Linked DNA regions of Mus musculus: region 1 is linked to region 2. Evidence: chromatin contacts called from public Hi-C data. All regions are on one chromosome and are shown on one strand. Each heading gives the region's core, a stretch centred on a gene start, on an enhancer-like site or on the middle of the called end of the contact. The rest is flanking DNA. Distances are from core to core; before and after follow the strand shown. Region 1 holds the start of 2310022A10Rik (RIKEN cDNA 2310022A10 gene). Region 2 holds the start of Cic (capicua transcriptional repressor).

Evidence for each region. A called contact is a pair of places that touch in the nucleus more often than the background predicts.
Region 1: a contact with region 2 is called in a Hi-C map of B cells, with 5 read pairs. The contact joins the promoter of 2310022A10Rik here to the promoter of Cic in region 2. A contact is called at or near these places in 1 of 39 promoter capture datasets (cranial neural crest) and 1 of 484 Hi-C or Micro-C datasets (B cells).

Annotation. Positions count from the first base shown.
Region 1 is chr7:27,552,017-27,555,047 of GRCm38.p6, forward strand. 2310022A10Rik (RIKEN cDNA 2310022A10 gene) reads left to right here and starts at 1,274. Exons shown (of 10, transcript NM_175107.5): 1 at 1,274-1,337. Pld3 (phospholipase D family, member 3) reads right to left here and starts at 1,202. Exons shown (of 14, transcript NM_011116.2): 1 at 982-1,202.
Region 2 is chr7:25,266,309-25,269,282 of GRCm38.p6, forward strand. Cic (capicua transcriptional repressor) reads left to right here and starts at 1,391. Exons shown (of 21, transcript NM_001302811.1): 1 at 1,391-1,448. It overlaps Gm45974 (a long non-coding RNA gene), which reads right to left. Exons shown (of 3, transcript XR_001778066.2): 3 at 2,025-2,089.

The sequences.
Region 1 (3,031 bases), core at 24-2,523, 2.3 Mb after region 2:
TGAAGCTGGGACCCTGGGATACCATAGAATACCATATAATATCCCACACCATGGAAATATGTGAAACGTGTACCCACAGAGGAGGGAAAGCTATAAGGCTGGGTGGCTCCTTGTGGGTAATGCTGAATACAGATGTGTTAGTGGAGAGATGGAGACACCAGGGCGATTTGAGGGTAATCTAAGGGGAGATGGAAACAGGAAGTACAAGAATAACTGGTATGAAGAGATTTAGGGGAAATGGGGGTTTCATGAAGGAGATGTGTGGGTGACTAAGACAATGATGACAGAGAGACCGGCTCATCAGTGCTTGCAATCCCCACACTCAGGAGGCTGAGCAATTGGATCTAAAATTCAAGGCCAGCCTGAGTTGCACTGGTGACTGAATGCTAATCTCCCGCACAGGTACCCAGTGCTAACAAAGATGGAAGAGTGACCAGCGGAGCACTGGGGACAGCAGGGGCGTGTCTGAGCTGACATACTTTGAGGTTACAAGGAGACCCTGTCACATAAAAAGAGAAAACTGAGCATATAAGGCCAATCAGGGCTTAAGGGGAATGAAAATGAATAAAAAGGACAATGTTTGTGCTGAAGAGATGGTGCAGCAGTTAAAAGCACTTGTTGCTCTTCCAAAGGACCTGAACTAGAAAACCCAGCATTCACATGGGATGGCTCACAACCATTCGTAACTACAAATCCAGGGAATTAGACATCTTCTGATCTCCTCGGGTAAATGCAGTCACAGATACTCAATTAATTGTAAACAAACAAAAAAACAAAAATTACTTCTTAAAGGAGGGGGCGATGTGAGAGAGGTCATGGCGTCAGAAGGGGAGGGGTGGTGACGATTTAAGTGGGGTATGATTTAAGAGAAGGGATGAGGGCACCTAAGTGGGCCAAGGACGATATAGAAGAGATGCATTATAGACGAGAGGGTGACACAGGGAGGGCAGCCAAGGTGTCGCGCACCAGATCGCACAGTACCTGCACGTCAGAGTCTTCTACTCCAGAACCTAGCCCCGCCTTCCCGCCCACCTGTGCGCAGGCGCAGTCGCGCTAGACTGCGGGCAGGGTGGGGGCTAGACTTGATCCTTTCTGATTGGCGGCGTTCTTCGCGACCGAGGCTCTGTGTTGTCATGTGATGGTCGCCGCCCCACACTCTCTTGCTGGTTGGAGGCTAGGAGGGCTAGAGCGGCTGGTGGAAGGTGCAGTCTGGCTTCCGGTATCAAGGGCAGGACTTCCGGGGCGGGCGGCCCAGGCCGAGGGAGGAGTGTCTGACAGTTGGCGCGACCCGGAGGGCGGGCGGGCGCCTCGTGGGGGTGCGGGCCCCAGAGTGCCAGGTGAGGTGCGGGACTGGGACGGAGGAGGTTAGGGATGGAGATACGGGGTGGCCGGGGGTCTGGACTTCCCGCGCAGCCCATACTGTACGATCAGATAAATGATTTCTCTTTCTGAGCCTCAGTTTCCTCTTCTGTACAATGGGGGCCCAGAAGCTGACCGTAGAACCCGTGTAATGGGACGTCAGGTCGTGCACACCCGTTCTGCTCTCAGAGCTCTCCATGTTACTCTTCCATCCTCGTTAGCACTGATGATGGGTACCCGCGCGGGAGCTGCCCGAGCTAGCAGGCCAGCGGGTTTGGGTTCTAATCCCAGCTTCCCTTTGCAAGAACTGGGCCTGTGTCATTACCTTTCTGAGCCCAAGTTTTCTCTGTTTAGTGAAAACCGATAATCTCAGGCTCCTATGTTCGTCGTGTGGATCCTGATGAATGTCTTTGGCATACCAACAGCTCGGTGGATCGGGATTGTAGCTGAGAGTTCTAACAACATAGAGGAGGGAAGCCCAAAGGAAGCAAAACAACAGTCAAGAAGATTGTTTGCCTCTTTCCTGAGTCCTGAAATAGCGATTTAAAATAATGACTAATGCATGTTCCTCAATTTAAAAGGGGGCATTTTGCATTGTTATCCTAGCCAGGAGAAGGGAACCTTAACTTGAAATACAATAGAAATAGAACATTCCTCTTCATTTGTGGGCAGTAAATGAAAGATACTTGAAAAGTTGTTTTGTTTGTGTGTTTGTTTGTTTATTTACTTATTTATTATTTTTGAAGCTGGGTCTCTGTTTGTAGCTCTTTCTGTCGTGGAACTCACTACATAGACCAGGTTGGCTTTGAACTCACAGATAAACTGCCTGCCTCTGCCCCTCTACCCAGTGCTGGGATTAAAAGCCTCTGCTATCATGCCAGGGTGGCTAAATAGTCTTATATACTTGGTTTCCACCTCACATCTGCATGCAACTTACATTAGGTCTACAACTGTCCCAGTCTGTCACTAGTTTAGTTCAGATTTAATGAATACCTGTCAGACGTAGTTGTAGGAACTTTGAGTTTGCTGTTTTAACCCCTCTAATATATATATTTTTTAATTTTAAATGACATGTTTTATTACACTGTATGTAAAACCAGAGGATAGCTTGGCCTGGTGGCCTTTACCTACTTAGCCTACTTATCTCTCTGCCCCTCCCCACCTGCCGCCCCCCCCCCCCCCAGGAGAAAAGCAGAGGTACTTGTTTTTAATTTTTTTCCCCATTGATGTACCTGCCCATGCATTTCTGTGGAGATTAGGAAAAGTTTTGGGAGTCAGTTCTCTTTCTCCGAGTGGGATGCCGGTTCAGGCGACAGAACTCCTGTTGTCTGACTTGATGGCAGGCACCTTTGAGTAGGTTGTCCTATCATTTACTTTAAAGTCCTGGCAATGGAACCCAGGCCAGGCACACGCTAGGCAAGTGCCCCACCACTGAGCAGTTTCCCAGCCCTCGGCTTTTTGAGGTAAGGGCTGTCCACGGAGCACACCTGGCCTGGAACTCAAAAGCCTCAACTTCCCAAGTGCCAAGACTGCAGGTACCTGCTGCTATGATGAGCAGTAGTGGGACCGTCCTTAAATGGCTCCAAGAGGGGGAGTCCCAGAAAGCAGAGCTACCTGCCTGAGGTCAGGGTTGGGTCTAAGTTCCCCTCCCCCCTTCCTCTCCACCTTTCCA
Region 2 (2,974 bases), core at 141-2,640:
CACACTCCCTTGTGTTGAGTCTGTCCATCCATTCCCGCTGACTCCTTGCCCACCTGAGACTAGAGACCCGTTCCATGCAGACAAGGGATCAATAGGGTCTGCGGCACGGTGGGAACTTCCTGTAGATATCGAGAAGTTGCCTCACTGTAAGTGCCATAGATAATGGGTGCTTTTTGCATGTCCTATGTGAAGCAGCCATATATCCCAGAACATTCTCTTACAGAGCATAGTGCAAGCATAAGGAAAGCAGAATAACTAAAAGCAGCTCAATGAGAAAGGGGTTTATCTCAACTTATATTTCATCAAGCCCATCTGAAGGGGCGTCAGGGCAGGAACTCTGGGCAAGAATTCAATGGGGAAGCCATGCAAGAACCCTTCATAATGGCTTGCTCTCCATGGTTTGTTTCGCCTGCTTCCCAGGACCACTTTCTCAGGGGTTGCACCCACCCACAATGGGTTGGACCCTCCTACACCAACCACTAATTAAGATAGTACTGCACTGACTTGCCTACAGGGCAATCTTTTGGAGACAATTGGGGTTCACTCTATGTCAGGATTTGGTACTTGTGTCAACTTAAAAACTAACCAGCACCAACAGTAAGATGTGCTACAATAGACCAGATGTGTGTGTGTGTGTGTGTTTCACTATTACAGTCTTGAGTATCCATCATATGCAAGAGAAACCTTCATTAGAGGAGGAGTACACCATTCTCCATTATCCTTTGATCCAAGGGAAACCTGATGGGAAGACTGAAGCTAGGGATAGTCACACCTGGTGTAAACTCGGCACCGGGGCAACAGCTGTCTATGCCTCAGAGGGTATGTGGCACATGCTCTTCTCCTCACCTCCGGTGTGACACCCACCCCAAGATTTTTACACATCTTTCCTCAGGTGTGAAAAGCCATAGGGCTATTCGCCTTCGGAATGAAGTGTGAAACCCCAGGAAGTGACGCAAAAGAAAAGTTTGGAGATTGGAGGGTGCGATCAGAAAAGTGCGCCGTCCTAAAATCAAAAAGTCTTGGAGTTGACATCACGGCCACAGGCCACGCGGGTTGCCAGTACTGCAGAGCGCGCTACCCTACAACCGCAGGTCCTCTCTCCTTCTGGTGGCAACAGGGCTTTCCGCGGGGCCGCGCCAGACTTTTTGAGACTGTTGATTGGCCGTAGTCCGGCCACCCGACAGCCAATCATGCAGAGGAAAGGTGACATCACTAGTTCTCCTCCCATCCCCCTACCCCAAACTTCTCTACTCTGGTTTACCAGCACCAACAACCACGTGGGGGAGGGGTAAGAGAGTAGAACCGGTGAGGTCATTGCACCGCCCCTGCCGTTGCTGATTGGCTGCGGGGCTCGCGGGTGTCGGTTGGCTGCTCTTTGCACCTCCCCCTCGTGCCGCTACAGCCGCCTCAGCGAGGAGCCACTGGCGACGCCAGAGCCAGCAATCCGGGTGAGTCGGGGCCCTGGGTCTAAGATGTTCCCAGTGTCCAGCGAGACTCAGGAGGAGCTGCCCTTTCCGACTTTTTCTCTTCGCCCGGGTTCTTTGGAGCTCCATGCACTCTGTCACATGGGAGTTGTAGTCTGACTTATGCTTCTGACTACGGGCCGGATACAGAAGAAGACTACTATTCCCAGCAGGCATTGCGTTCAGCTGGTCAACAAACCCTCGGGCCACGCCTCTCGAGCTTGTTTATTGGAGGGCATATCCTTTAGTCCCGCCTCCCTTCATTTTATTGGTTACTGTCCCTCGCAGGGGGTGGTTTCTTGCTTAAGATGGATGGTGATTGGGTACTGTAATTGTCATTCGGCATATAAATAGTCTGTTAATTGGTTAAAGGAGGTGTCCATTACTTGTTGTAAGGTAGAGTTCTAGGCAGATCAGGCAGTCGTAGGCTTAGGTTGGTGTCGGTCCCGGAGGGAGGCCGGTCTTGGAATTTGACCCCGCCCCTTGGCGCTGCCGGAAGAGCGCAATTGGTGGTAGCAAGTGTCGCTTGCGGATGATAGGCGGAGCCGACTAGACAGCGAATATCTATTGGTCTAGGTTGGCGCCGGTCACCGGGGTTGTGGCCGTTTATTGGCTGGTTGCTCCAGCTGTTGCAGGTCCATTCACCATTTTGTGTGTTGGAGTAAAAAAAAAAGGGAGAATCGAGAGGGAGAGCCGGAGGGGGGGCGGGGAGGGACCGGACCGGACTGAGCCGGGGCCACGGCCCCCCGCCCCGAAACCCCGCGGAGCCCGAGGTGAAGGGCGGGGCTAGGGCTGACACTGCGTGGGGGTGGAGGGGAGCTGGAGGCCGAGAGGGGACAGGTGGCAGGGACGGGAAAGGGGTACAGGGCAAAAGAGGTGGGCGGAATGGTGTGGGAAGGGGTGACAGAGTGGAAGAAGTGGTAGGAAGTGGGGAGTGACAGAAAAGGAGCAACTAGGGGAGAGTACTGATAACAGGAATGGAGGGGTAACAGGATTAGATCAGGGTGACAGGGAGAGGAAGGGGACCGAGTTGGAGGGGGTGATAAAGAGAGGCGATGGGCAGAGGTGTCAGATTTGGAGGTCTAGAGATGGCCGACAGAAGAGTGAATAGGAGGAATAGGTGATATAAATAAATGGGGGTGACCAGCGGGGGGGGGTAACAGGAGGGGGCCTAGTATCTGAGAAAATAAGGTAGAGGTGGTGACAAGATGGGAGAGAGTGGCAAGCGAAGATGGTGTCAGGAGGGTGGATGGAAATAGAGAGGATGAGACCCTAAAGGGCATGGGGTGGCCTCAGCTTCAGGAGTTTCACGTTCTGAAAGGGAGGTGAGGGCCCGCGGGACCCTGGGTAGTAGTTAGCTATGGTGCACAGGAAGAAGGTAGGCCCCAAGAAAGAGAGGTCTGGCTCTGGGGTAAAGAGACCAGTCCAGGTAACAGGGGTAAGGGATGTTGGCTGGTGTGCTTGTAGGCCCTGGGTGGGGTGTAAAGGTTTATGTTTGGACAGTGTTTGTA